Regions from separate parts of the Mus musculus genome. Here all the other regions are linked to region 1. A link is a contact called in public HiChIP or PLAC-seq and promoter capture Hi-C data. All regions are on one chromosome and are shown on one strand. Each heading gives the region's core, a stretch centred on a gene start, on an enhancer-like site or on the middle of the called end of the contact. The rest is flanking DNA. Distances are from core to core; before and after follow the strand shown. Region 1 holds the start of Txnrd3 (thioredoxin reductase 3). Region 2 holds the start of Iqsec1 (IQ motif and Sec7 domain 1). Region 3 holds the start of Sec61a1 (Sec61 alpha 1 subunit (S. cerevisiae)). Region 4 overlaps Iqsec1 (IQ motif and Sec7 domain 1). Region 5 overlaps Iqsec1 (IQ motif and Sec7 domain 1). Region 6 overlaps Iqsec1 (IQ motif and Sec7 domain 1). Region 7 holds the start of Kbtbd12 (kelch repeat and BTB (POZ) domain containing 12).

Region 1 (4,028 bases), core at 512-3,011:
AGAATGTTTGATTTCAAAAATTGCTATTTGAGCTGCATACTTAAGTTTCATAAAAAAAAAATGTTAAATGAGTGTTGGCTTGGGATTAGAGCAGAACTTCCAACCATTTCTAAGATAGCTCTAAACACTCTTTGTATTTATGCAAAGCAACACTCTCGGTATTGACAATTATAAAATTAAAATATTGATCAATTATGAAAAACAGTGACAATGTTCTACCTTCTATGGTATTGAATTTTCAGCCAAGATTTGTTTTATGTAAAAACAAACAACCCTATCCATCCATCTCATTAGAATGTAAATTTGCTCTCATCTTTAATAAAGGGTGAAATTATAAAGGTACCTAAGATTTTCCTAAAAATTAAATTCATTATGATTTATTACCAGTAAATGTTTGTGAATCTGTTGAATGTACTTTTGAGATCATGTGAAATCATTCAGGTTAAAAAGGGTTGCAAGTGAAAAAGATTTGAGTTTTAGTAGGGTCTTCTAGGGTTCAAGGGTTGGTGATAACAAGTCTGGCTCAAATGTTTGAAGCAGCCCTGGTTGAGCCTGCCCTTCAGACAGGCACCAGATACACTGGCCATGCAGTTTTCCTCAAGGCCTCTGTGGAGTGGGCGTTCCAGACCACAGGTGCTAAGGATAGTCCAGCTAACTGACTAACAGTGGCCACTAATTAGAGTCCGTGCCTCTGCTCATTTACAGGAAGCTGAACTTCAGAAGGGCTGCTTACAGCAATAACTTTAAAACGTGAGCCCAGGGAGAGGGCTCAGTTGATAAAATGTTTGCATACCGCCTGTTCTTATTTGACCTTCTTTCCAAATGGTTCCTGTGTTGGGGATGGCTTGAGAATCCATTGTGCCCTAGTTATTTCCTGTTGCTGTGATAACAACACTAACCAAAAACAACTTAGAGGAAGAAAGGGTTTATTTGGGAAAAGTCCCAAGTCACACTCCATTATTGGGGGAAGTCAGAAAACCCAAGAAGGAGCAGAAGCTGACTGCTGCTCGTGGGCTTGCTCTCGATAGCTCACTCAGCATGCTCTCTTACCACCTAGGACCACCTGCCCAAGGGTGGCACCCCCTCCCCAGTGGGCCTGATGCCACCACATTTATCATTAATCAGAAAATATTCCACAGGCTTGCCTACAGGCCAATCTGAAGGAAGCATTTCCTCAGTTGAGTCTCTTTCCAGGTGACTCTAGTATGCTCCAAGTTGACAAAAACTAAGCAGTACACTGTCACAGTGAATTGCTGAGGGTGTGTGTGGGTTGAGGGGTTGGGGAGGTAGTAACCTAGGAACCTCATATTGAAACTGAATTGCAATAGTAATTTTTATTCAGCTTCAGTAGTGCAAATTAAAAAAGAATCAGTATTTCCTAGACAAGGTTTTTGTCACATTTTCTGAAATAAAGTGGAGACATCTACCCTTCCTGAAAAGCACCTATTTTGAGATTGGTGGAGAATCAGGAGCGGAAGGAACTGTAGAGAGGCCTCTGGGTGTCAAAAACTGTGGTAAAACGATAATGAAAACAGTAATTACAAGAAGAGCAGAGCATACAAGCTTGATTCCGCACCTTTGAAAATGGCAAGTGACTGCCACTGTGCCACTGGGTGGTAGACAGAGTAGTTTGCAGGCTCACCAGGCTGAGCTAAGGGGGCGTAGCTTAGCCCTGTGGAGGCCTGGAGGTGGGGCAAAGTTTTCCCGGGGGCGTGGCCGGTCGGTAGGCGGGCCCTCTCCGTGGGTCGCGCGGTCGGGGGCGTGGCCCCGTAGCTGTCCGGTGCGCCCGCGGCCAGTGCGTAGCGTTCTCAAGTTCTCAGCGGCTTTGCCGGCGTCGTCCCCTAGGCGGCCGCCCGCGTCCCGGTTCCTCAGCAGGCCCGGCTCGGCCCGGAGCGACAACAAAGCCCTGGAGAAGCCACCGTCCCCGCCGCCGCCTCCTCGGGCGCAGACCTCGCCCGGGCTGGGGAAGGTTGGAGTCCTCCCCAACCGCCGCCTGGGTGCTGTCCGTGGCGGCCTCATGTCGTCGCCACCCGGCCGCCGCGCCCGCCTGGCCTCCCCTGGGACCAGCCGCCCGTCTTCTGAGGCCCGCGAGGAGCTGCGGCGCCGCCTGCGGGACCTCATCGAGGGCAACAGGGTGATGATCTTCAGCAAGAGTTACTGTCCACACAGCACGCGGGTAGGCGGGGCCGGCCGTAGCAGAGCTCTGGGGCGTGGCCTGATGGGCAGGGTCTAAGCAATCCCGGTGGGAGGAGGGAAGTGAAGGTGAAGCCAGGACAGGGTGGGCCGGGCGGGGAGGAGCGTCGATAAAGAGGCTGGGTAAGTTTGTGAGCCGGATCTGGGGACTGATCAGAGGTCTGAGCAGTGAGCCGGGCGAACCCCGGGCTCAGTAGTTAGCGCCTGGTGGGCGGGGTCTGAGCAAGGTTGGTGGGTGGGGCGAAGCGGAGGTCTGTGGAGGGTGCTTGATGGGCGTAACCGGAATAGGGTCTGGGCGGGGCTCATTGGGCGGATTGGAACCGTGGAAGGGGGTCCTGGTGGGAGGGGCTAATAGGGAGGGTCTGAGTGGAACTCTGTGGGTGGGACCTAGTGTATGGGGGGTGGGGGGTAAGGGAGGGTTTGGGTGGAACTTAGTGGGCGGGCGGTCCTGCGCTGACATATGGGAGGTGGGCGGGGCCTGAAGGTGGACGGAGTAGGGCTTTTGTAGCACTTTCCCAGGTTTCATTGCCTACCTTCTCTGACTCACTACGGGGTCCCGGGAGGTTGCCATCTAGGGAAACATTTGCTTTCCAGCCTGATAATGGGCTTTAGTTAAAAAAAAAAAAAAAAGAACAACCAAAAAATATTTAAAATTGTTGTCTTATTAAAATAGGATTGCGTGGCTAGCTGAAGCTGGATCTAGATCCCATTTGTTAACTAGCATGTTTGGCTCCTTGACCAGGTTTCAGAACTAGCAGGGAGCTTGTAAGATGAAGGTAGAGGAGGTTTTAAGAACCATGGAAGTCGTGGCTAGTTTAAGCTCTGTTGCACACTCTGTAATTTGGGGCTGGGTGGGCATTCGACATTGTTTTCATATTATGAGATAAAAATATTCTTATTGAAATCTTTGGAAGGAAGATGCAAGATGGGGCTGTTCAATATCTTGATGTTTACTTAACATTATGAGAAAGTTGAAACAATAAAGGCCAGGTGTGTAACTTAGTGGGAGCAAGGCCCTGGCTTCCATTTCTAGCACAATTTAAATGAAAAAAAAAATAGATGCTTGGGCAGAAGGATCATGTATTCAAGGCCAGCCTGGGCTCCTATTAAGAGTGCTACCACAAGAAACGGGATGAAATGGTGCCAGCTCCAGGACCAACGTTCCATCCCCAGAACTCGTATTAAAACAGATGGCATAGTGGAGTGCACTTTACCTCAGTGTAAGACAGTGTAAGTCCAGGCTACACAGCCTGTAAGCGTCAGGCCAGTAAGAGGAGTTACTGGAAAGAAGGTAGACAGACAAATCTTTCGAGAATGATAGCTGAGGTTGACCTCTGGCCTCTGTAGCTGCAAGTGCACCTGCATGCAAAGATACACACAGACACAGTCACACATACATTAAAAATATGCATTCATTTTAAAAACTAATAAAATGTGGATGGCAGCGTGGAGACTACAGGCTGCTTCCTCCCTCCCCCCAGGGTTAGCCACATTCCTTATTCACCTGGGAGAGGTACCTGATGCTGCTCTTCACTAACAGAGCTCTGTTCTTTTGGCCTGCATGGGCCTTATGTGAGTCGACTCACATGTTTTACAGCTGTTTCCTCTGCAGTTTGGCTTGGGGACTCGTGCATGTTAGGACCTGTGGCTCTGTCTCATTACCTCTCACTGCTGTGATGTTCCCTAGGCTAACAATGAACTTGGGGTAATCCTCCTGCCTCGGTCTCCCAAGTGTGGGGATTATAGCATGAGCCACTACAACTGGCTTAATATTTTGATCTTAAAAGCAATATGGGTAGATACCTTTCTTTGGACACATCTGGGAGCACACCCTG
Region 2 (4,028 bases), core at 740-3,239, 1.2 Mb after region 1:
AGCCTCTGGCCCTCGACAGGTTGAATGAACCTTGGAAGCATAAAGGACTCTAAGCAGCGCTCCTGGCAAGATGTTTTCCATGAAAAGTCCAACATCTAGGCCAGTGCACACCAGGTTTTCAGAGGTGATTTGTCCAGTCTCCGTTTCCCCATTTTAAAATGGGGGCAGGGGTTGTCTTCATTCCTGTCCAGGCAAAATCTTTCAGAAGGTGTTCCCTAGCTTTGGAAACAGGCCCAGGGGCCAGCTGCTCTCTGTGAGAACTGTCACATTTCATGCTAATGACATCTTCCCTCCACAGCAACTTGCAGTGGCCTCTGCAAGTTGTCAGTTTTTTTTTTTGACACTAAAGGCTCCTGTGCCATTGAAGGAGTGGCAGGAGGAAGGAGGCTGCTGCCAGGAAAGTACCTTCCCCGAAGGTGAGAAGGTGAGATGAAGTTCCATGCTAGGAAGAGCGCTACTATTTCTGGTCTTGCCACGGAGAGCAAGGACCCTGTGTGGTCCCCTCAAACACCAAAGAACTCACAAGCTTTTCCAGAGCCTCCTGCAGGGGCCCAGCCTGATTATGCAGCTACAGGCAAGGTTTACTTTCCTTCAGGCTCATTAGCATGGGATCCGCCCCTCTCAGGAGGGGAGGAGGCAAGGCCTAAGGAGGGCTCAGAGGGCCCTTGATGGGGCTTGGGGGCCTCTTGGAGTTCAAAGCCAGTCTGAAGAGAGTTTGAATTTCCCAGATGACCTCCTAAAAACTGTTGCAAGCCTCCTCTCCTAGTCCTGGTGGCTGATCCCAATTCAAGAACGTCATGCCTTGCTTTTAAACCTTGAAAGGTCCAAGATTACCAAACTGTCTCTATCAGCTTCCAAGCACTGAGCAGGTAGTACTAGGGCAGACTGAGACCAGACCCAAGTCTCATTCAGTCCCCAGGGCCTAGAGTGCCCACATAGGGCAAAGGTTTCTCTTCCCAGAACAGCACCAGCAGAGCCCCCAGAGAGCCTAGAAGGAAGCTGGCATTTGAATCCCACTGCCCCCTGGGAAGCCTGGCTTCACTAAGCACAGCTTTGCTTCCATAAATACCCAGTCCCGTGATGTCACCACCCTAAGCCCGACTTTCACCACCTCCGCTGCTGGCATCAGGCCCAGCAGACGGGTGCTCAGTACCGGCACATTACACCTGTGCTTGACAGCTGGACACTGCTGCCACCTTCACCTGTCTATGGAGAAGGCCATCTCCTGCCACTATCTCAGCCTGCTGCTGGCCTTCCACCTGGCTTGGGTGCAAGCCATGGGCTTGCTGAGTATCAAAGCTTTCCCTAAATAGGTCTGTCAAGGGCACTGACAAAAGCCTAGACCACGGCCATGAGTCTGGGACCCTCATTTGTGGATGTGGATTAGGAGGAGGGTGCCTGCTTCAGTAGGGGACTTTCACAGCTCAAGGAAGACTTGCTGACTAAGATTCTTTTCCCCCTCATCATCAACAACACTGCCTTTGCCGCAGGGGTACAAACATTGGACGAAAGCTTGCTCCCCCTGGACGCCACCTGCAGAGCAGCCACCCCACCTCCACCAAGCCCCTCACTTCAACATGAGTAGTGGTCCTTTCTGCCTCAGGCTTTAGGATAAACTTGTCTTGCATACTCACAAATAGCGTCTTCGGCAAGCCATCCTGCCCAAGTCTGATTTCCTTCTCTCTCCTGCCTGGGCTGAGGAGGCTCAAGGTGGTTCAGAGGAGGAACAGGATGCTCAAGCGAGGTGGAAAGGAAGAAAATGAAAGCCAAGGGCAGTCACTTTCCCAGGACTGGCAGGTTCATCTAGATATGCTGGATGTAATGTGGCAGGGGGCTCCAAACAGGTCCTCCTACGCAGGGTTTACACTGTGCCCAGAAGCCTGGGAAGACGTCGAGTCACCATGGTCGCCAGGTTGGGCGGGGGCGTCTGCCTCGCTGCTACCTGGGACTTCCTTGGGAATTTTCCCTCCCGCACATCCGGGGTGGCAGTGCGCTGGGATGAGGAGGGGAGGGCTGGAGGAGGGGGGTGTCTGTGCCGGTTTGCTCTCGCAGCATCCGGAGGAGGGACAGGAGTGCAGGAGCGCCCCCTCCTTCCAGGAGCAACGTAGTGCGGCCTCGCTGGACCAATCGCCAAAGTGCTCGTTGCCATGGCAACTGCAGCATCAAACAGGGCCGCCCTGTGGGTGCGGCTGCAAAACCAAGAGCCCTGGCGCTGAGACCAATGAGGTGGCTCCTTCTGGCCCTCACTGGAAACCTGGAAATCTGTTGCTAAAATGCACTCGCAGCCCGAAGAATGTAATGATGGCATTGCTTTCCAGGGCAGCTTTCCCGTCCCTGGCATGGAAACATAGGAGCCACTAAACTAAGAACTCAGGAGATCTTGTGTCCTGGAGTTAGGGGCCATGAGACTTCAGCAAGCAGAGTGTCTCCTGGGAATTTCAGATGTGATACTGTAAAATGGGATCATGACAGTTGTGTAACTGGTTCAGGAGGGCTGACCACATACAGTAACTGACATAGCTTGTTATGCACACATCAAATCCTGAGGAGGCACGAGGGTGGGGGGGTGGGGTAGGTGGAGGGGGTCCTCATTCATTTAGGACTAACAGACACAGGGTGGCCCAGCCAGCACTTTGGCCTGAGTCTTCACTTGCAAAGCTGCCTCCAGGGAAGGTAGTGAGAGTGTGAACCCTCTGGATGAGGGTGGCAGTTGCCAGGCTATTTTCTTTGTTCCATTCTTTTAGCTTCTCAGACCCACTGAAGTTGGGGGAAGAGGGAGGCTTCACTCTTGAGTTCTGTTCTTTTATTACAGAGAAAATGGATCTCAGAGGCAATGAAAAACTTATGGAAGGTTACACAGCAAAGAGGGACAGAGGCCAGATGAGGAGGAACTCATTCATCTGGCGAAGTGTCCTTGTATGCAGCGTAGAAACTGCTGAAGCAGCTGGGTAGCCAAAATACAGGGGGCTCTAGGAATGGCCAGTCTTTCCATGAGAGCCCCCCTCCCCAGAAGAATGCTGTCATAGGAATAATTCAGATTTATGTAGGCTTAGCACATGGTAAACTGGTCCACTCTCTCTCCTTGATTGAGTTGCTCTGTATTTTATCAAGATCAGGATACCACCACAGCATCAGAAGAGGTCCTTCCAGAAATGTGTGTCATTAACCACAGCTGCTCATAAAGGCACCCTGGGGGGGTGTGGGTACTAACACCCCCACCTGTGTGCTTGTGCTTTCAAACTTCTTAAAGAGGAGCTGCTTTTCCCACTCTCATATCACAGACGAGTAAACTGAAGCTGTGATTGAGAACTGTCCACCCTGTGTGCACTCTGCTCTAAAGGCCCCATCCTGGGCTGCTTCTTGTCCTCCTTTTGGACCCATGACATCCATTGTATGCCTGTCTCTTTTCTGGCTGCTCTTCCAGAGAGGCACACACATCTTGATCCTGCTGTATTTTAAAGAAGAGTGAGTGATAAAGACCTCCACACTCAAAAACAGCTGCCAAAGCTTTCAGGCTTTGACAAAGCATTGAGTGCAGCACACAGTTGTTCTCACACCTGATGTTCTTTGCCTGGCACCAGTCAGATAAAGGAAACTCCATAATGTTGACATTCCAGCTGGTCTCTTAACTTGAGACCCCAGAAGTTCCTGAGTTTCAGGAAGCAACAGAAAGTACAGGAGCATGCTATCACCAAGTGAGAGTCAGACTGCTTGGTTCAACTTTGAAGATGTGAACACACAAGGTTTCAGAGTCACAGAAATGGTGTGGCAGACTGCACCTGTCCACTTCAACTGTGACCAGATGCCTGAGGTGTGAGTGAGTGGTAGTCAGCCTTGCATGACTGCCTGCCCCTGGGTAGAATTGTAAGACAGGACCACCCAACAATCTACATGTTCAGGCTGAGGCTGACATAGAGCATTTCATAGCCAGTTTCTGGACCCATGTCCCCATCTCATCCCTACAGTCTAGGAGAAGCAAACGCCTCCAGGGCTGGTTCCAGAAATTTCCTATCTAGGACTTTGCCTCA
Region 3 (4,028 bases), core at 617-3,116, 1.1 Mb before region 1:
GAATGTGTACACGGACTATCTACTGTGCTGATGATGGACACCAGACACAGGGCCTCATGCCTGCCGCTAGCCACTTTCCCAGCCCAGGTAATGAAACTGTTAGAAAACAAAAAGGATACACATTTTTCAAGACTACTTTAAATGAGCAAGCCTCGTCTCCTGGTCAATTTAAAAGCAAAACATCCAAAGCTTTTCATCTAAGTCCTAAATCATCTGCCTCTGAAGCAGCTGCAAACTCACACTCATTCAGTACCATGATTTGCCCCCTTTCCTGCACGGCTCCCAAGTCACACTCCAGGCCCCTCCCCTACTGCCAAGGCCACTTATCTGCCCACCTGACTCACCGGAACCTTTACATTTACAACCTACCTACCATCCACAGGCACTATATTATATATTTCCCATCTCCCTTGTTCTGCCAGGCCAAGGTCACAGGTCTATGAAGAAAGAATGTAAAGCGTGGGACTTGGGTTTCTTGGCCCTCGAGCCAGAATCTCTGCACTGAGGTGGAACAGATAAAGTTCTGAACATCATCCTGGCAAAGGCAGCAAGGGTACTGCAAGGCATTTGCATAGAACTATGGAAAGTAAAAACTAAATTAGAAGCACAAAGTATCCATGTGAATGCCAACTACAAATGCCAGATGTGAATATATGACAGTCTGAAAAAAAAAAAAAAACCCAAAATACCAAAAAAAACAAAACAAAACAAAAAAAACCCCAAAACCAAAACCAAAAAAAACACCAAAAACCAAACCAGGAACACAAAGTAGATTTACTGTTTTCTGAGCCCATGGGCCTGGACTTTCCTTCACCGGGCACTCTCACACTAGGAACATTTATTCTTGGGCCGAAGCTGCCTGCCACAGAAATTCTGATTAAGATTCACATTAAGCATTAAGGTGCTACAGTTCTCTCCTTCCTTGTTTTAGAGCACCTGCTGTCAATGGCAGCAGACTTCACTAGTGCATGTAAACTCGATGCTGGGGCAGCATACATTCAAATAAAAACCACAAACACGTTCATATCGATTACACGACTCGATTTTTCCTTTGGAAACCAGATACCGAAGTCACCTCCCACACGAAACAAACACCCCATCATCTGCTCCTGCTGGAGGTGAAGAACGGAGGGTAACTCAATCTGGGATCCTAACTGAGGTCTTAATCAATCACTGCTCAGACCCACTTTCGGACTAGGCAAACCTGAGGCTTTGTTAACCACTATCCACTAAAGATGCTCCTAACGAGACAAGGTGTTGGGAGAATTCCCACACAACCGGGTCACCTTTCAACGGCTCCCGTGAGTATCCCAGCACACACAGCTACACTCCAGAGGGGCAGTTTTCACTCGGTGTGCTGAGGCCATTTTTAATTGTACTGTAAACTCCCAGCGCCCAATTTTGCAAGTCTTCTTTGACCACCATCTGGGGACTTACCTTTCTCTCTGGCTTCTGAATTTCCGGCAAGATGACACAGAATGGCTTGATGACTTCCAGAAATTTGACTTTGATGGAAGAAACAGAAAGAGAAGGAGTTAGGTACGGAGTAACTTGAGGGCACCTGAGGGAGCCCGGCACGATGAGAGCCGGGCGTGGGCGTGCGGGGACCCAGAAGGCTCGGTCTAGGGGCGCGGGAACGAGTCCCCCAGGCAGGCCGCGTTCCGCCAGGATCGGGAAGCACGGCGGGCGAGCGCCCAAACGGGGAAAGGCGACGCATCCTGGCTGCGCCGGGGTGGCCCCCAGGAAACTCACTCGCCATGGCGGCGGCTGATCCGACTACACGCCCGGCCCCGACTGCGCTCCACTTCGAGTGAGGAGGCGCTGCTAGCTCCGGAGCGCGCTTCCTCGACCGAGAGACACGTCAGTGATAGCCCGGCGGCGAGCGGCGCGGCGAGGCGGGGCCGGGGATGGGCCACCGGCCGCTTCCGCTTCCTGCCACGCGCGCCCGCCGCGCCGCCTGCGCCAAGACCACAACTCCCGGCATGCAGCAGGAGCAGAGAGGCTGTCGGGAAGACGACTGTCGGGCCACACCGGAACTGGGCGTGTGCAGCTGCGCAGACTCTCCCGGAAGTGAGGGCCAAATCAGCCCTTGTTACTAGTGGACGCTTCGTGGTGGTGTTGGCCCTACGAAGCAGGCGATTCGGCTTTCCGTGTCGGTGGCCCTCAGTACCAGTGATAGCATGTCGCGACCCAGTAGGCCTCAGCTGCTGCTCGTCACGCACGACAGAGCAGCAGTGTGCTGAATCCTACCCTGCATGGCTTACCCTACCCTACAATACCCTCCTGGGTGCTGTAGGCTGCCTCCAAGGATGTCTGAGCTCATGCATTTGAGGACGTTCGGCAAAGGCCGGGTCTGGCGGCTCTGGGTGGGCTTTGGCGCAGCGCATTCCAAGAAGGCCTTTGGAACTGGAGAGTTAGGAGAGATGAAGAAACCGAGCCAAGCCTTGCAGCCCCATATCTTCAGGGAAAAGAATACATCTGGGCTGGAGGAAAGGGTGTGCGAAGGGGACTGGGCAAGGTGGGGCAACATGAAACTTACTCTTTAGTGGGATCTCTGATCTCAGTGCTGTGTGCTGTCTGAAATCGACTTCTTGCTGTGCACCCTGAGTGCTGAGTTTCATGCAGCCAAGTCCTGACTTCAACGGAGAGGTTTGCTGTGGCCACGTCCTTAGAAACATTCTAGACAGCCAGCCCCATGTCATTGATAGGACATTTATATTTAATTTGGCATTAAGTTGCATGTGCGTACACAAATATAGATGGGTTTAGGGGAAAGCACTAAGTCAATATACTTAGCACAATGTGAGGTTTTTGTTTTCGATTCTTTAAGCTAGGTCTCTAGGTAGCCCTCGATACCACTATGTAGACTAGGCTGGCTTCAGATTCACAGAGATCCCACCTGACTGCTCTGAGTGCTGGGACTAGCCGTGCATGTGCCACCACAGCAGGCCACAATGTGAGGTTTTTGAAACAGAGGTGCAGTGTTTTTGCATGTACACATTTTAAAGATTTAATTATTAAATATTAGAGACAGATGCCTAAAGAGACAATAAAATCTAAATGAAGTTTTGATTAAGTATTTCTTTGAGATTTATTTTTATTGTTTCTGTGCTCACGTAAGTATGATAACAGGTGCCCTTTGAAGGTAGAAGAGGGAGCCACCTGTCATGGGTATTGAGAACTGAACTCAGGTCCTCTGGAAGAAAAGCAAGCGATCTTAACCGCTGAGCCATCTCTCTGAACCCCTGACAATGGTATTTTAAAATGCAATAAACATGAATTGTCTTAGTCTTCAGGACAATGAAGAAGTTAAAATAGTAATGGATTCCAGACCTCCACTTGGTTTGATACTCACAAAATCTGTATTTTACAAAACGAAGTTCTGGAATAAAAATTGGAGCATCTTATGTTGGCATAGGCTATAAAAAGTTGAGTACAAAAGTTTTGTTGAAAAGTGAAAGTAGGTGGCCAGAGAGGTGGCTCAGCAGTTAGGACGACCCAGGTTCAAGTCCCAGCACACACACTCAGCACAGCTCACAGCCGTCTGTAATTTCTTCTTTTCTTTTTTAAAGGTTTATTTACTTAATATATATAATGAGTATGGGCATCAGATCTCATTATGGATGGTTGTGAGCCACCATGTGGTTGTTGGACCTTTGGAAGAGCAGTCAGCGCTCTTACCTGCTGAGCCATCTCTCCAGGCCCCACACCTCCATCCCCCCAATCCCCATCGGTAACTTCAGTTCCAGGTGATCTGACACCTCACACAGTTATACACAGAGGCAGAACACCAATGCACATAAGATTTAAAAAGAAGAAAAGTGAGAGTAGAGCTGAGACTAACTCGCGTGTCGGCAAACTCCTTGTCTGATGTGTGAGGTCCCAGGCTCAGTGCTCCCAAACATAACACCTACCACAAAGATTACATTGCTACACGTTTGTATGTCTCTTCAACATACTATTAAAGCTTGTGGGTCGAGTGACGTTTTAATCATCAATGAGGAGAAAATCTAAGAACATAAGTTTCA
Region 4 (4,028 bases), core at 1,051-3,550, 1.1 Mb after region 1:
CTTCAAGGCTGCTGAGCAGGTCGGCTGCACTGATGTATGGAAGGTGTGCAAAGGGCACCGTGCAGAAGCTTCATTCCCAGAAGCCAAGAAAGCAAATGTTGATGTATTGAACTATATCAAATTAGACCATATAAATGGAATCAGAATACCACAAACAAGGTAAAAAAGACAAATGGCACCCTGAAACAATGTCTGCCGCACATAGCACAAGTTAATGAGGAAAATGAGAAAAAAGTTAATTTCCCTAACACAGAAAGTGCTCCTTCCAATCGATAGGATGACTAACCCATTAGAAAACAGCCAAGGCTATGAAAGCTGCTCAGGACTCCTGCTTGTAATTAAATGCACATTAGAGAAATGCAATCAAAACACAATTCAACTCACTTGCTTTAAAAAAAAATTCCTAATTGGGGGGTGGAAATGGCTCAGTGGTTAAGAACACTTGCTGTTCTTACAGAAGACCCAAGTTTGGTTTTCAGCACCCACATTTATCCTTTGCTTGTCTTTGTGTCTCACAAAGGCAAGTACATTCAGTCCCCAAGCTATGTTTCCACTTACGTTTCCCTCACTTTACAATGGTGTCATGCACTCAGTGATATGTGGGTGAACACACTCCAGACTTGAGTTCTGATCTTTCCCTGAGCTAGTGAGATGCAGTCTGACCATCTTCCAAGATGTTGGGATGAGGCAGTGAACAGGTGTCCCACGGGGATCTGGGGACGGGACACCAGCCTGCTCTATACAACGGGTGCTGCCCAGCTGGGGAGTCAGTCAGCAGATATATTGAATTAATTTTTCACCAAACATTTTCAGTTCATGATGGGTTTGTTGGAATCTTAAATATCCCTTGCACCCCCAAGGTCTGTGTGAAAAAGCTTTGGCCTCTAGGGTGGCAGTATTGGAAGGTGGCTGAACCTCTCTACTCTTTGTTTCTTCTTTCTCAGGCCTTGACTAGTAACTGCTTCTGCCTCCTGAGCTTGCCATGATGGGCTGTGCTTCCATGGTGCCAAGCAACCACGGACTGAAATCTCTACAACTATAAGCCAAAACAAGATAGTGGTTACAGTACTGGAGGGCTGGCCTGTGTGCTAATATTAAGTATTTGTACCTTTGGAGGTAAGGGGGGCGGGCACCGAAGATCTGCTGGTCCCTGAATATACTACCTCTGACAAGGATGAGCCAGGGAAGGCACAGAAACACCCTGGAAAGGGCAAGGAGAGCTGGGAACAGAAAAGAGGAAGACTGGCCTTCCACTGAAACATTCTACTTACACCTGTGTGTGTGTGTGTATGTATATATGTATGTACACACATATATGTATAAGTATATATCTCACTATATATCTGCATTACTGTTTTGTTTTGCTTGTTATCCTCTGTGTAGCCCTGGCTGTTCTCAAACTCAGAGATCTGCCTGCCTATGCCTCCCAAGTACTGGGATTAAAGGCATGCACTACTACACCTGACTTGGATATATTCCTGCTGTTTGTTTGTTTGTTTGTTTGTTTGTTTTTAATCTGTTTGCAAATGATAAAATTCTGGGGCTGGAAAGACAACTCAGTGCTCTTGAAGAGGATATGGGGTCAATTCATAGCACCCACATAGGGGCTCACAACCGTCCTAACTCCAGTCCAAGAAGATCCATGAGTGCCAGGCATACACACAGTGCACATATATACATGTAAGCAAACACTGATACACATAAAATCAATGTAAAAATTTACAAGGAAAATAGCAATTTCTGATGTTGGGAGGTACGGTGCCTAGGCCTGCTGTGACACAGGCTTAGGATGACTGCCTGTGACCTCAGTATGGAGGGTGCCCCTTCTGAACCCTATAGTTTCCTCTACCAAGTGAGCAGGAAGCATAAGACAAATGCCCACCTCACATTGCCAGTCAGAACCTTCTCAGCAGAGGAGCTAACTGGGTGTTGAAAGAGCCCCTGAGGAGATGAGAACAGCAGAGCTAAGGGTCAAGGGACCCAAGTGATTTTTGAGATCCCCCCAGCTCCCTCAGGGACACTCCTATCTGTTTTTCCCATGTCCATATCCTGCCTGGAAATACTTATTTCATGTTTCCTGTCTGGGGTTACCCTGGCAACAGCTCTGTCATCTGTCTGGGTTGGAGGTCAGTCCTGTGGCATGGGACAGATGACCAATCTGTAGATACCATGTGGGTCTGAGATGATTGGGGCAGAGCCTCATGTTGGGCAATCAAACCTACTCACCCAGAGAATGACCTAGCCTGGATCCTCTCTTGCTCTGCTCCTTCTATGTACAGAGGAAGTAGGGGAACGGATGAGAGAAAAACCGCAAGAAACAAAATAGTGTAACTCACAACAGTGCAGATGCTAGCAGCACAGGAAGTGTGTGTAGCAGAAGCCATCCCATCCCTCATCTCCCGCCCCCTCCCTCTCACCTTTCCATCATCAGCAAGCATGTCTGTGCCTTCTTCCTGTAGTTAAAACAAGGCACTCTGCAACCAGTCATGGCCTGTACTTTCCAGCCCCAGTCTACCCTTTTAGCTCCTTCTTCTAGCCAGTATTGTCCCGTATGTAGAGCAATTTTCAAAAATCGACTCTATCCTATCCCACTCCTGCTCAGAACTCCTCTATAGCTCCCTGTGCTCTTGAGATAAAGAGGTTCCTCACCCAGCCCCATCTCCAGCAGCTTTTCGACAGTCAGGCTAAACTTAATGGCTTTGAGCACACACTGCTATGCCATGCCACCATGTGTTTGACCTTTGTAGTCTTCTGCTTTATTCCATATGCAAAGAAGTCTTCAGATCAACAATAGAAACTACGATTCAAAAAGTTTTCAAGTCCAGTTCACATAAGTAGCTCAGAGAACAAAAATGCAAATAACCTATAAACATACAACCACACATACAACTTCACCAATAAAGGCAGAGACTGCACAATGGTGACATACTGTTAGCTTCTGGAACATGCACACAACTTCCTAAATGTTTGTTAGCTGTGTCCAAACCCATTAGATCCATTTCCAAAGGTATCATCTCCTCTACACATCATTTTCTGGGCCCCTACTGTGCCCAGTACTTCTAGGACACAGATTTGGGCAGAAGGTCTGCAGATGATAGCTACCAATAACAGGAGCTAGGCAGCCACACTGACTAGCTGAGGGTCTGCACATATGATAAAGGGCTCTGGGGCTAGGAAAGCACCCTATTCATCCTGCACAAACCCTGCAAACCTAGCCTTAGAGAGGGCAGCAGTGAAGTTGGGGCAAGGGTGCAGGGCTTGCGGCTGCAGCAGGAGTCAGGCCAAGGGGCTGCTATGCTGGGGAGAGGAGGCGCTGCTGAGGTAGGGCGAGAAGCAGCACCTGGATGGAGGGCAAGGGGGCAGACATGGCCATGTGCTTGCAGCACGCAGGACTTTCTGTTACTTGGTACCTACACGCTGTCCTCACAGAGCTCCTAGATGGTGTCCCCACATACACCCACAGAGGACAGTAGCAGGTCAGGGGCTTTCCTAACTAGGTTCTTTTTTTTTAAATCACTCTTTGGCCTCTCTGTTAATTTGGAGCACAGTGCATACCATGGTGTGGGACACTTCCCTTCCCTAGTCTGAACCTCTACCTTCCAGCTAGCTCTCTGCCATGGGATTTTCAAATGTAAGAATGTGGTCTGTGAAGCCCCACTTGAAGCATCACTTCCAATGTTTAGCCCCGACACACTGGAGGGTCCTGTGATAGGCATGTGTTCAGACCAAGGGTAACAAGACTATGACGGAGGGTTCTGAGCTAGACTCAGGGCCTCTTACATGCTAGGCAAGCATTTTGCTCTGAGATATACCCCCAGCCTTCCAAACTCAAGGAAGGTCTCAAGGTCAAGGACTGCCTGGGCTACTGGGTAAGCCTGAGCACTTCAGTGAGTCCTTGTCTCCAAATAAAAAGGGGGTTCAGTGGCAGTGTGCTTGCCTAGCATCTTCCAGTCTGTTCAACTCCTAGTACTGTGAGAACAAAACTGAGCACTGTAAAGTGAGGTGTGGCTTTTGACAAGGTGCTGAGG
Region 5 (4,028 bases), core at 913-3,412, 1.1 Mb after region 1:
TGATTAAGTCACAGAGACACCAGAGAGCATAGCTGAGGCTATAGGGCACAGGTGGGTGGTCTAATAATATAACAAGTCTGCTCCCAACCAATAGGCTGAGCATCCTCATCTACAGGTGACCACAAGGATCTTCACAGAAACGGAAACAGAAAGCCAAAGGGGGAAATCAACAGCCAGGGAGGGCTAGGCCTTTCTAGGTGGCCTCCTCTTGAGGGAGAGGTGGCCCTTCAAAGCCTATTAATAAACACACAAACAACAATAACAAAACCCATTAGAATAAATGACCATTATAAGCACTGCCTTGTAAAGGCTTAGTGGGACCATGAGCTCTGGTCCACATGTTCTGCCTGTATCTGAGTGCCCACACCACCCAGCTTCCAGTCAAAAGAGAAACAGAAGTACCAGGTACTTCTTTTAAAGAGGGTCCCTGGAAGAATGGATTCAGGTTGCGGACAGAATCCAACCCAGCCTGGGCAGCAGGCAATTTGGGGAAACCCTTTCTGTTTGTGTGCACGAGAGGCTGCTCCCAGCTGGGGCCTCTTCCAAATATTCCAGTTTATTAACCATCCTCCTCCCCTCCCGGGGATTAAGTTCACCGCCCACAGCCATCTGTCCTTTCATGTCAGAAGCCACGGCTTTCCTCGCCATGTGGAAGCCGGCATCGGTCCCTCAGTCAATCGGGATAGTCAGCTTTTGTCCCTGGCATCCCCGACCATACATAGCTAGAGCTGGGGCTGCATACAAGATTAAAGTTTTGTTTTTGTTTTTTAAAGAACAAAGTGCTACCCACATACCCCTAGTAGACTCCAGAGAAGTGATTCTTGTGGTCTGTGGGGGGAAAGAGACTCCAGGAGAGCCCGACACACTGTCACTGACCAGAGTACAGGCTGGGGCACTTGGGAAGATTTTGGAAATCTAGAAACCAGGCGATACCAGATCTATTTACACTAGTGCCATTTTGCCAGACATGAGTTACCCCAGAGGAAATAGATTCTGGCTGTGGAGCACACAGGCCCTGAAGCCAGGCAGTCAGGGTGCAAATCCCAGCTCAGCCCTCCCTGGCTGGCGATTCTGTATGGCTTCCTCCTTATATCTGAAATAAGGGATAGAAGCCTGTACTCCTAATTGAAAACAACACACACACACACACACACACACACACACACCACCATCACCACCACTGCTGCTATGCACAGCTATGTGGCTATTACTGGGCTGACCTTTGAACAGAAAGGAAAAGGAAATCCAGTGAGGCTTTGTCCGCAGAGGCCCATGAAAGCTCTACAGAGTGCCTTCAGTTCAAACTGAGCTGTCACTGTGTCGAGAGACCTTGCACCAAGATTATAAAATGTGAAGGAAGCCACTTCCATGATGAGCAGAGAAGCTGTGGCCACGTTCAAATGGCACAGACAAACTCTAAGCAAGTGGCCTCAGAGAGTGTTCCCATGCAGGGTCCCCAAACCAGCCTTCAACTTAGAAGAAGAGAAGATGGTAGGGACCATTTTAATCCAGCAGTCTTGCTGTGGAAGGGAAAAGCTGGACAGTGACTGTCGAAACCACTCACTGGGCTTCTGTGGGCGGAGCGGCTCACCCCACCCCACCCCCACTCACAGTTGTAGTCTCATTTCATGGGTGGGACAATCAAGGCTCAGGGAGGGGAGGCAACATACCCAATACTGCTCAACCAAAAGGGCTAAAGTGACATACTGAGTAACCATGGTTCCTCAGTTAATGTCATGGGAATGAAAGAACACAAACAGGCAAGCCTGTGGCTAAGTCCATCTTGGGTCAACCTCTTCCAGGTTGGGAGAGCATGCCATCCCTGTTCACACCTGTATTCCTGGATGCAGTGGTCAATCTGATAACAGGGCCAGGTGCTGTGGATCACTCAATAAAGGTACCGCTATCAAAGCCAGAGTTGGGACTGGCCCAGCTGGCACCATGCCATATTTTCCCCATAATTGCCATCAATTTTCTCTCTGCAGCAGCTCCCGCAGTGGATCAGCCAGATCCTCTAAGGCCACAGCAATTAATTCTTGAAGAGCCTTAATGGCCTTTAAAGTCATTAGGATCTGCTTTTGAGGACTCAGGGTAAATCTCACTCAACAGCCTTGAGCCTCCTTTCCCCAGACAAACACACCTCTCCCAGGCCTCCAGCCATGGCATAGTCCCAGCCCACTAGAGCTTGGTGGTTGCCTTGCCTCTGTGCTTACTGGGCGGATATTTCACACGTCATCATCATTCAAAGGAAATTTACAAAAGAGGAAGGAAGAAAACACAGCGGGTCACTGGCAGCTGGGAAGTGCACAGTGCTGACTTGGACAAACTGGACAGCAGACTGGAGGCTCCAGGGCTGGCCAGCCATGGAAGGCCACCCATACCCACAAAGCCCCTGCCAGGCACTACTGTCATACCCTATCATTAAAGGGGAAACTGAGGCCCAGAGGGTTGAAGTAACTTGAATTAACTCAAAAGTGAGCTGTGATTTGAAAGAATTTGTCTCCTGGAGCCATCTTCCTGATGTTCTGAGCTGCTCTGAATTCCTGATACTCTAGCAATCCATGATTCCACATCTGCAGAATATAGTCAGGTAAATGTGGCTTTATACATGTGCATGTATACATACACACACACACACACACACACACACAACCCGAGGGCCTGTCCAATCCCCTCCACAAACACCCATCTGCCCAGTCATCAGGCTATTCAACCATGCAGCTGTCAGTCTTGTCTGTGTTTTAAGCCAAAGCTGTGTAAATATTAGCACAACTAGTTCATAGTCCGACTTCCTTGAACAAAAACCTGAAGTCCTGGCAGGGGCCTCCAGAGGCCTAGCCTCCATCCCAACATCTGGGCCTGAGCTTCTTAGGCTGCTGTGGTCCAGCTATGGCCACTGGGATCTCTGTTTTTGCTCGTGTTCTTTTAGAAAAGAAAAGGTAAACAATTCTGTGTTGGTTGTTGCTGTGATGTGGAAAAACACTGAAGCATCAGGTAGCCCATGCTATTCAAGGTGCCTTTGCATGTAGAGTAGTGGCTCTGTGGTGACAGAGACTGGGTTAAGTCTCTGGAGCATGCTGACTCCTATCTGAGTTTAGGGAGCAAGTGAAAGGACTTTAGGCAAGATTCAATAAAGTCCCAAGAAGGCTGTATTCAAAGGAGCACATAGCTCAGCCTCTGCAGCATCCTCTAGTCTCTCCAGCCCTTTTCAGGCTTCCTTAGAAACCACATTGTGTGTGTGTGTGTGTGTGTGTGTGTGTGTGTGTGTGTGTGTGTGTGTGTGTGTGTGTGTGTGGCTAGGGGGATGGGAAGGTGGGAGGGGTGGTGGTGGTGGTGTGTGTGTGTGTGTGTGTGTGTGTGTGTGTGTGTGTGTGTGTGTGTGTGTGGCTAGGGGGATGGGAAGGTGGGAGGGGTGGTGGTGGTGGTGCCCATTTGCTCTGTGGTGATGGGCTGCACCTGAGTAGGGCTCCTTGGTCTCCAGGACACCTGGCACCACTGTAGCTACAGAGCAGCTGTCAAGCGGCAACCCAGAGCCAGGGTCTAGGCAGGAATCCCTGCAGCTGGAAGAGGAACAGAAATACAATGGAGGCATCCATGACCATGTTAGCTAAAGTGGCAACACTTGGAAGTTCTAATGGAGAGAAAGAAGAAAGAAAACAAAAAAAAAACAAAAACAAACAAACAAAAAACCCCCAACCCTTGCCCCCTTCAGCTCCAGGGGAAAAGAGGTGTAGTCAGAAGCTGCTGACCCGTTTCTCATGGTCATGCTGTGACCATGGTCACCCTGGCTGCATGGAAACTAAAAACACAGCTACGTTCACTGCTGGGCCCCTCTCTGGTCTACCAGGCACTCAATAAACCTCAGAACCTTAGCACTAATGAGACTGAAAGTACAAACTCTTTGCTCTCTTGCAATATGAGGGTGTTCGTACCACAGGACAGGAGTGCAAAACACTGGATGGGACAGCTGAGGAAGTGTGGAAGGTGTTGAGCACCCGTGGGATCTGATGGTGAACCCCAATTCCAAG
Region 6 (4,028 bases), core at 1,037-3,536, 1.1 Mb after region 1:
TGTGAGCAGAGGGGAACAGGGGTATCACCACAGGTATGAGAGATCAAGATCGAGGGATGTCTGCCAAGAGAGAAGATCCACCTGAGGGCATCGTGCACTGAGGAAGATGGGGCTGCATAAGCTTAGACCTCTGTGACTTCAAGAATAGAGGCCCTTGGAGAACAAATGGAACAAAGTGGCCAGCAAACATGGGAAGGAGGGAGAGCACAGCACCTGTGGGTGGTGGGAAGGGGTCCCGGTGTTAGCCCATGGGACTGCATGGGAGGCATGGAACCTGCTCAAAAGAACAAGGCTCAGGGCTATGGAATACTGACCAGGTGTTCTGTTTGTTCCTACACATTCCTGCAGTTCAGGGATCTCCTGAAACCTGGCATTGCTCAGAGACACAATCAAACAGCAGCCAATTCACTACTGGGTACCTGCACCATGAAGATTTGCTCTGCTCACAACAATCCCAAAAGTGGGTTAGGCCACCTGATCCTTGGGTCTGAGGCCTGAGGAAGAGCTGCAGCATTCAATGCAGACATCTTCTAAAGCAGAGATACTGTGGCACCATAGCCACAGGGGAATATAACAAGTAGCCCCCCTTCCTCAGGCCTTTCTTGGACCCTAAGAACCTCCATGGCTACCTTGGCAACCTGCCTCCACTTCGTGGAGGTCCTACTGGGCCATGACACTCAGTTACCCAACACAGGCCCCATATCCTGCAGTGAGGGATATTGAGACCTACAAAGGCAAAATTTGAAGAGGGCTCTATATAAGTCCCCAGAAAGGATGTCAGTGCCCCTGACCATCAGTGTAAATCCCTTCCCACATTTCAGCAGAGTTGGGCTGGGAAAGGCTCTGAACGAAGTGGAGGCAGGGATCCCCTCTTCCTCAGATGTGCACACCAGCTGGTATCTGGAACCCATCACCAAGAACATCAGGCAGCTGAAGCCTCATGCCATTTGGGAGACCATGGATAGTGGGCAGGGACCCCTGCCACCTACCTGCTTGTCTTGCAGATCTGAAGAGAGCTCATAGCTCTCAGAGAGTGACCGAGAGCGCTTGATGGCCTCCTCCTCAGCCTGCTTGCGCAGGACTGAGGTCGAGTGCTGCAGCCGGGGCCTCCGTGTGCGCTGTTGTGGTCCTGGCCCTGCGTACAGCCCATAGGCGCCCACTGATGTGTGCTCGTAGTGGTCTGGACTCAGGCTGGAACCAGGTACCAGGGGACCCTGATGGTAGGCTGAGGGGCTGTCCAGCGATGTGCCAGTCTCGCTGCTGGGGGCCTCGCCCTCAACACTGCAGAGGAGAGAAAGAAGGGGCACATGCTGAATAGGAACGCAGAACCTGGGGAGCAGGTGAGGAAGAGCGCCCCCAACCCCAGGTAGCCAGGGCTCCACAGAGCCCTTTGTTCTCCATCTTCCTGGAGCTTCTGAACAAATTGCCTGTTCTAACATCTGGTATACTGTACTGTAGGCGCTGGCTTCCCAACCAAAAATATCAGCCCTCCAAAGGCAAGAGGTTTTGATCCACTGTGCTAATGGCCCTCAGCACTTAGAACAGAGCCTGGCCAGTGCTATGTGCTCAGTATGTTTTGAATAAACAAGAACATCACCTCTCCTGCCACTTGAATTAAATGTAGGACTGGTTTTGTACACCCATATTCCCATAACTACATTTAAACATAGGATCTTTTAAAATTATTTTTTCTTTATAAGTGTTTTGTCTGCATGAATGTATTTGTCTGTGCCTGCTTATCTCCCAGAACCCTACCATGTGTGTGCTGGGAACTGAACCCAGGTCCTCTGCAAGAGTGAATGCTCTTCACAGCTGAAACATCTCTCTAGCACCCTGGAGATAGTGTCATAGAAATGAAAGACATTAGGGTGGACTGAACTGGTATCCTAAGAAGGTGAATGCAGGATATAGCATGTACAGGGGAAGACAGTGAGGTCATGAGGAGAAGGTGGCACACTAAGGAGAAAGGCTCAGAAGACAGTCAGGCCACACCTCCATTGCAGACTGGCAGCCTCGAGAGCCTGCAGATAATGAAGGCCTGCGAGTGAAGTCCACCTCTGGCATTTGTCATGGCAAGCTTGGAAGCAAACATGATGTAATAAAAATATTTTAAGTTTTAAAACTCCCTAAAAGAGGAATTGTGACTCCCTGTACAGGTGATGAAACTGAGATTCCCCATAAACACTGTCCCAGGTACCACTGGTAGAAAATGGTGTCCCTTCACCTCACTGCCTATAGTCCCACAGAGCATCTTCATGCCAAGCAGGAGCAAGGCCAACTAATGGGGACAGAGGGACTGGCTGCTGACTCATCCTAGCTCTGGGCCTGGAACATTCTATTCTGCACAGATACTGTTTTTTCTCTGCAGTTGCTTTTCAGTGTGGGATGGGGAGAAAAAGGAGACACTGATTTGAAGAGTTTCTAACACAAGCCCTCATCCTTTGCCAAGCTTCCTGGCCCTGTGAGACCAGACACCCGGGTGCTGGCAGGACTCTAAAAGCCCTGTAGTCCCTGGGGCAGGGTGGAGGGTCTCTAGAATGGGCACAGAGAGAAAAGAGAAGGGCCCCACCCAGGCTTCAGTCCTTCCCAATGTCTGCTTTTCAGACAAATAAGGAATGTCTCTGCACTAAGCAGCCTGGCAGAAAGGCTGCCCCTGCCCAGTTCTGCTAGAATCCTGTTGTTTGTACTCCAGAGGGTCCATCCCAGGGTGGGGCCTGTGGGAAGGAGCCTGAAGCAGGGAGGACCAAAGCACTCTGCACCAGGGACAGCAGCAAATCTCAGCACCTGCTTTCTGGTCCATAGCTAAGAAACTGGGCTTCTGAGCCAGCAACTGCCTCTGCCTTCAGGGACAGGCAGTTGAACCTCCTAACATGCCCCTGTGGATAAAGTATGACAGCCATTCTTTGAGGAAGACCTGGATCAGGAGTTGGGAGACATGCTTTACCTGGCTCTGCCTATAGGTTTTCTTTGAGTAGTATTAGCAGCTTAGTCTAAGAAACACCACCCTTTAGGCTCTCTGGCTTCCACTGAGCCACTGGGATCTATGTGTGTGTAGGGGAGAGTCGGGGTGGGCAGAGAATGTTAATCTGAAAATTCCCTTACAGTTTACTGAAGCCTGGGCTAGCATTTTTCATTAAATGCTCAGAATTTCAACCAACTGTCATGAGGAGAGAGTAAGTCCCATTAGAAATTGGGCCATCAAAGGGTACAGAACAGCAGCTTCCACTGGGAAAGCCCGCCCTGTCTCTCTGACACCAAAGCTGGGCCCCACTTCACTCAGGTAGGTCAGCATACACAGGGATGTGTGCCCCTAAAATCAATGCATGTTCTGGTCAGGGGCTAGACCTGTGTGTTCTGAACTGGAAGAAATAAAGCCTGTGTCTTTTGTACGGGGTTTCGAACCAGTTGAGCACTGAACCAGAAGTAGACAGGCAGTCACCACCATTCCTGGAGAAGAGCCTAAAGCCCTTGGTGGTCATCAGGCTACACCAGAGCCACAGGGGGATAGGTCAGAGAGGCATGGCTAGGCCTGGCTCATGATGCTGTCCTTGACCCTCAAGCCCAGGGTGGAGGAGCAGTGACCAGAGAGATTCAGTCTTTTGTCTGGTTCTTGAACAGCTTGAAGGGTAAGACATTTTGTTCCTGTGGATGGGGAGAGAGCAGGGTCTAGGCTGCCTTGAAAGCCTGGGAGTGCCAGCCTACTCAGTAGGTCTTAGCTTGGGGCAAAGGAGTTGAGTCAGAAACTTATCTGCCAGCTGGCTTTGCCTCCATGGATGTGACATCAAAGTAGGTGCCTGCCCTGGAGGGGCACTTTTAGGCTGAGCCTACCATGAAAGAGGTCAGGGATAGACAGAAGCTTTCTGGAGCTGTGTGACTGCTCTGGGCAGTTTGAGGCCAATAGGTTGGCTTGGGAGAGTGAGAGAGAGAAGACTGGGTCACTCCAGAGCTTCCCCTGTGAGAAGGGAGAGGGCATGTTCACCAAAAGGCAACTCGTTAGTGCCTCCTTCAGAGCCAACCCAGCCTCACTC
Region 7 (4,028 bases), core at 642-3,141, 1.0 Mb before region 1:
GTGTCACCACACCTGGCTCCTCATTGTTTTTTATAGTGTCAAAGGGCTAACAATTCTAATGCGTACACGTAATACTCTGTGTTAGGAATACCCTCCTTCCCCGGTCCAGTTCTTCAGAATTCAGCGCAGATAACATTTTCTGAAGTAAAGGACTTCATGTTTTATTCACTTCTCTATTCCGTGTCTGTGTTGATACCTGGTATGGAAGAGTTGCTTGGTCTCCAGTCCAGGCCCCATCCTGCTTAGCCTCAGAGATCTGACAAGAGCAGGAGCGTTGGGGGAGGGGAGAGTCTATCCCCAAGCTATCCCAAAAGTGGTTGCTGTATCTCAGTTACGTTCTTCTAGCTGGGTTGTCTTGTCTGGTCCCAGTGGGAGAGGATGCGCCTAGCCTCACAAACTTGATATGTGTGTGTGTGTGTGTGTGTGTGTGTGTGTGTGTGTGTGTGTGATACCCAGGAGGGCCCCCACCTGCTCAGTGGATAAAAGGAGGAGGGAGGGGGGAAATATTGTGGGAGGGGTGACAGGGAGGGGAATGTAAAGTGAGTAAATTAAAAAAAAAAGAGTTTCTTGGTATGGTTGTTTGATCAAACTAATGCTTTGTTTAGTTCTACATCATTCCTAATAACCTTACCCTCCTATATCTGAATAAATATTTCTGAGGCAGGGTCTTTCTAGGTAGCCTTAGCTGGCCTCTGATTCACAGCAATCTTGCCTGCCTCTGTCTCCTGTGTGCTAGGATTAAAGGCATGTGTCACTATATCTGCCCTTCTCTCTTTGTGTTTTTACATGTATATGTTAGCTTTGGAGATTCTGATTTTGCTTAAACCATGCTTTAAGTTATTATCCTCTTGTCCAACTATAAATCCTTCCAGGAGACTTTCTTCCCTTTATTTGTGGCATTATGACATCTACTTTTGACCTCCACCCTCAAAGTTAATTCACAGTCATTATTTGCTCTCTGAGATAGAGGCCTCATTCCTGGGGAAGGGCCAGCTGAAGCAAACTTGAAACATTCCCGCATTTATAGAAAAAAAAAATGGCAACAATGGCTTATTTCCAAGTGACCTAAAAGCCAGCTGCAGCTTCTCAGTTGGCACATCTGCCCACCCGTGCTAAGCCCTAAGTGTCAGCCATTATTTATGGTGCCTTCCCTATTTCTCTTCTTGAGGGTGATTTTACAGCCATTTAAGTTTGTGACCCCTGGTTTATAACCTAACACTCTTACTGTATGTTGTTTCTGCCATCACCAGATTTCCCCAGTCCTACTTTTGCCAGCGCGGTAGGAAATGGCTGAACATGCATACCACCCTAATTACACTCAACTTTCCCCGCTGATGTCGTTTCCCTGATTTGTTTAATACGAACAAGTCACCCTCAGATGTACATAAGGCTTGCAATAATGAGTCACAGAGATGATAAAGACAAATAAGCTTTCTCTTCTTTTTCCTTTGGTGTGCTCGCAATGTTTTGCATTCACCCAGTTCCTTATACTTTTTCCGAGTGCTTTAATATGCATTATAGCTCATTAGTTCCTCTTAAGAATCATGTGGGGAAAATGCAAGGCAATTATATTCCTGGCTTTAAAGTTAAGAGAGTCGCCCAGGGATACATTCAGCGCTGATTGAATTTAAACGAACCGAACCCTGCTTTATTATGGGCTCCGGGAAGGCAGGAGAGCCCTTACCTCGATGGCATTTATAGTCTAGCGGGGTCGCAAAATAATCAGCCGGGTCATTTAGGGAAGGGAATTATCCTGGAGGTCTAGCAAATGGATTATGCCGCAGGGAGACCGGAGCGGCCGCTGACCCCACACCGGCCGGCCGACCGAGGGGGCGTCCCCTCTCTAGGCCCCTACTTACTCGCTGCTGCTCCGCCGCCATGGCGCCGTGACTAGGCACACGCGGGGTCGGGAGGGCGCGGCGGGGCAGGCCTGACTGACTACACTACCCGAAATGGGCCTGGGCTGACAAGCACTATAAATAGACCAAGCGAGGGGGGTGCAAGGGACAGGCGGCGTCCCAGCGAGGACGAGGAGGGCGCTGGCGGCCACCCAGAGGTAACAGGTGCTCGGCCTCCGCGCGGGAAGCGGCCGGGACACGCGCTGCAGTGTGCGCCTGCGCGGGGTCTTCCCGCGCCTGTTCCACACAGACCCCAGAGGTCCCTCACCGGCAAGTGCGCCTGCGCGGGGTCTTCCCGCGCCACACCGCGCGCTAGGGACAACGGTGTTCTGTCAGTCAAGAGCCCAAAAAGACACCTTTGAAAAGAGAATTTGGAAATCGGATCTTTTAAGGGGACACGTCTTTCATTTAATCTTTAAACGTTGCAAAGCTCACCCGAGGCTTCTGTGTGATCTTATTGAGTACGGCCTATGGTAGGGTTGCTGAAGAAAACACAGGAATCCAGTTAAATATACAATTCAGACATACAAGTGGTATTTCTTTTCTTTTTTTCGTATAATATGTTTCAGAGATCGCATGGCCAGTCCACATTTAGAAGCAACTCATTGTTTTGAAACCAAAAACAGGTTTTGGTTTCAATACAGAACATAGAATTCTGTATTTTTATTTATTACAGCTGGCAACTGAATTTCAGCACTCAGCTTCTGATGTGGGAGGGGGGATTTCCTGTAAGTGGAAAGTGTCCCCGAATCCTGAGAAAAGATTAATTCTGTTCTCAGGGTGCTCTCAGTGATGGGGAGCTAGTACCCCTCAGAATGTCATAGAGCATCATCTATTTTGTGATTAAAGACTCAGTATTAAGTCAGCTAGCTTAAAACGAGCCAGAATGGCTTTAGTGTAGTAATACACATTTGTGTGAGGGTTACAAGCTCTTGGGAGGAGGGGTCAAATGACCCTTTCACAGGGGTCACCTAAGACCCTTGGAAATATCACCACAACATGAGAGTCTGTATTAAAGGGTCACAGCATTAGGAAGGGTGAGGATCTCGATAGGTTAAAGTGAAGCTGTCAGTGGATGTGTATTTCTAGGAGAGAATCTGTCACCTGGTTGTTTCAGTTTCTAGAAACCGTTCTGATTCTTTTGTGTGTGATTCCTTTCTCTTAAAGTCAAGATCAAGCTAGAAGTGGTTGGACATACTTGTAATTCCAGCACCCAAGAAGTAAAGGCAGGGGAATCAGGAATTTAAGGGGCTGTCGGCTTCACTGGGAGTTCAAGGCTAGCTTGGGGCACATGAGACACTGTACAATAATACTCCGTTACTCCCTCCCCCAAAGCTTTGGGGGTCATAGAAATAAGTCTTTCTCAGGTTGGATCATTCTGGTGCACACTCATATTTTTCCTTTTAAAAAAATCTTTGTGGTAAAATATGTTTAACATAGATTTTACCACCTAGTCATTTTAAGTGTTCAATCTAGCATCACTAAATATATTTATATATCAATATATAAACTATAACTTACTATAGTTTGGATGTTGATTTTCCCCCAGAAGTTTGCATGTTGAACCGGTGAGTTCCAGAATGATGCTATTTGGAGGTGTTTGACCCTTAGGGCGGGAGACCTGATAAGTCCTTAGATTACTGGAGGGCATGCCTCTGATAGAGTCAACAGGAGCTCAGTTGGTTCTCTTCCTCTCCTACTTCAGTTTGCCTACTAGAGGTCCAAAACAATGGGCTCAGTTTGGAACCGTTCCTGCTTGAAAGAAAATCTTTCTTTTCTTTATAAGTTAATCATCTCAGATATTTCGTTATAGTAACTGGAAGCTGACTAATACAACTGCCATCACCACTTCCATTTCTATATTTTAAAATCATGACAGTCATTAGAAAGTAATGCCTCATTTTTCTTCTTTCCCAAATATCCAATCATCTCTAGACTATTTTCTGCTTGTATAAATTTACCTTTTATATACTTTACATAAGCAGAAACATATATTTGTCTTTTGTTACTAATTTATTGAATACTGCCCTTAAAGTTCATATATCATCTATGAAAATTTTCATGTTTTAAGACTCAATATTACTCTATGTATTTAATGTATGCATATTTAATTGGATTTTTCATTTTTGA

The links. Promoter capture Hi-C pulls out the DNA fragments that hold promoters and counts their contacts. HiChIP or PLAC-seq counts read pairs in DNA pulled down with a chosen protein or histone mark.
Region 2: a contact with region 1 is called in a promoter capture Hi-C map of the C10 cell line, with 4 times the contacts expected there. The contact joins the promoter of Iqsec1 here to the promoter of Txnrd3 in region 1. A contact is called at or near these places in 2 of 39 promoter capture datasets (the 3T3-L1 cell line and the C10 cell line) and 1 of 115 datasets of contacts at active chromatin or transcription factors (pancreatic cancer cells).
Region 3: a contact with region 1 is called in an H3K27ac HiChIP or PLAC-seq map of extraembryonic endoderm stem cells, with 5 times the contacts expected there. The contact joins the promoter of Sec61a1 here to the promoter of Txnrd3 in region 1. A contact is called at or near these places in 8 of 39 promoter capture datasets (the 3T3-L1 cell line, 3T3-L1-derived adipocytes, the C10 cell line and 4 more), 2 of 484 Hi-C or Micro-C datasets (CD4 T cells and regulatory T cells), 5 of 115 datasets of contacts at active chromatin or transcription factors (astrocytes, extraembryonic endoderm stem cells, pancreatic cancer cells and 2 more) and 2 of 9 other capture datasets (adipose tissue and liver).
Region 4: a promoter capture Hi-C map of pre-B cells shows a contact between it and region 1, with 2.6 times the contacts expected there. The contact joins the enhancer-like site here to the promoter of Txnrd3 in region 1. A contact is called at or near these places in 11 of 39 promoter capture datasets (the 3T3-L1 cell line, 3T3-L1-derived adipocytes, the C10 cell line and 7 more), 2 of 484 Hi-C or Micro-C datasets (the G1E-ER4 cell line and LSK cells) and 5 of 115 datasets of contacts at active chromatin or transcription factors (embryonic stem cells, epiblast stem cells and stem cell-derived neural progenitor cells).
Region 5: a promoter capture Hi-C map of the HPC-7 cell line shows a contact between it and region 1, with 4 times the contacts expected there. The contact joins the enhancer-like site here to the promoter of Txnrd3 in region 1. A contact is called at or near these places in 6 of 39 promoter capture datasets (the 3T3-L1 cell line, 3T3-L1-derived adipocytes, the HPC-7 cell line and 3 more), 2 of 484 Hi-C or Micro-C datasets (the G1E-ER4 cell line and embryonic stem cells), 2 of 115 datasets of contacts at active chromatin or transcription factors (astrocytes and stem cell-derived neural progenitor cells) and 1 of 9 other capture datasets (pancreatic islet).
Region 6: a contact with region 1 is called in a promoter capture Hi-C map of the 3T3-L1 cell line, with 6 times the contacts expected there. The contact joins the enhancer-like site here to the promoter of Txnrd3 in region 1. A contact is called at or near these places in 9 of 39 promoter capture datasets (the 3T3-L1 cell line, the C10 cell line, the SN4741 cell line and 5 more) and 2 of 115 datasets of contacts at active chromatin or transcription factors (large pre-B cells and stem cell-derived neural progenitor cells).
Region 7: a contact with region 1 is called in a promoter capture Hi-C map of pre-B cells, with 3 times the contacts expected there. The contact joins the promoter of Kbtbd12 here to the promoter of Txnrd3 in region 1. A contact is called at or near these places in 7 of 39 promoter capture datasets (the 3T3-L1 cell line, hippocampal neurons, liver and 2 more).

The regions. Positions count from the first base shown.
Region 1 is chr6:89,642,227-89,646,254 of GRCm38.p6, forward strand. Txnrd3 (thioredoxin reductase 3) reads left to right here and starts at 1,762. Exons shown (of 16, transcript NM_001178058.1): 1 at 1,762-2,176. The coding sequence starts at 1,907.
Region 2 is chr6:90,808,134-90,812,161 of GRCm38.p6, forward strand. Iqsec1 (IQ motif and Sec7 domain 1) reads right to left here and starts at 1,990. Exons shown (of 14, transcript NM_001134384.1): 1 at 1,635-1,990. The coding sequence starts at 1,657.
Region 3 is chr6:88,516,934-88,520,961 of GRCm38.p6, forward strand. Sec61a1 (Sec61 alpha 1 subunit (S. cerevisiae)) reads right to left here and starts at 1,867. Exons shown (of 12, transcript NM_016906.4): 1 at 1,753-1,867; 2 at 1,438-1,505. The coding sequence starts at 1,759.
Region 4 is chr6:90,738,616-90,742,643 of GRCm38.p6, forward strand. The region is part of intron 1 of Iqsec1 (IQ motif and Sec7 domain 1); the gene reads right to left. Among named protein-coding and RNA genes, the nearest start is that of Iqsec1, 69 kb to the right of the region's middle. Within about 2 kb of position 2,301, at least 108 of the 459 cell types and tissues checked have an H3K27ac peak or open chromatin away from gene starts, as enhancers often do. A contact at or near this core is called in the HPC-7 cell line and pre-B cells, where this site is marked.
Region 5 is chr6:90,711,084-90,715,111 of GRCm38.p6, forward strand. The region is part of intron 1 of Iqsec1 (IQ motif and Sec7 domain 1); the gene reads right to left. Among named protein-coding and RNA genes, the nearest start is that of Iqsec1, 97 kb to the right of the region's middle. Within about 2 kb of position 2,163, at least 93 of the 459 cell types and tissues checked have an H3K27ac peak or open chromatin away from gene starts, as enhancers often do. A contact at or near this core is called in 3T3-L1-derived adipocytes, the G1E-ER4 cell line, the HPC-7 cell line and 2 more, where this site is marked.
Region 6 is chr6:90,693,570-90,697,597 of GRCm38.p6, forward strand. Iqsec1 (IQ motif and Sec7 domain 1) reads right to left here. Exons shown (of 14, transcript NM_001134384.1): 2 at 990-1,281. Among named protein-coding and RNA genes, the nearest start is that of Slc41a3, 91 kb to the left of the region's middle. Within about 2 kb of position 2,287, at least 40 of the 459 cell types and tissues checked have an H3K27ac peak or open chromatin away from gene starts, as enhancers often do.
Region 7 is chr6:88,625,538-88,629,565 of GRCm38.p6, forward strand. Kbtbd12 (kelch repeat and BTB (POZ) domain containing 12) reads right to left here and starts at 1,892. Exons shown (of 6, transcript NM_001278671.2): 1 at 1,860-1,892.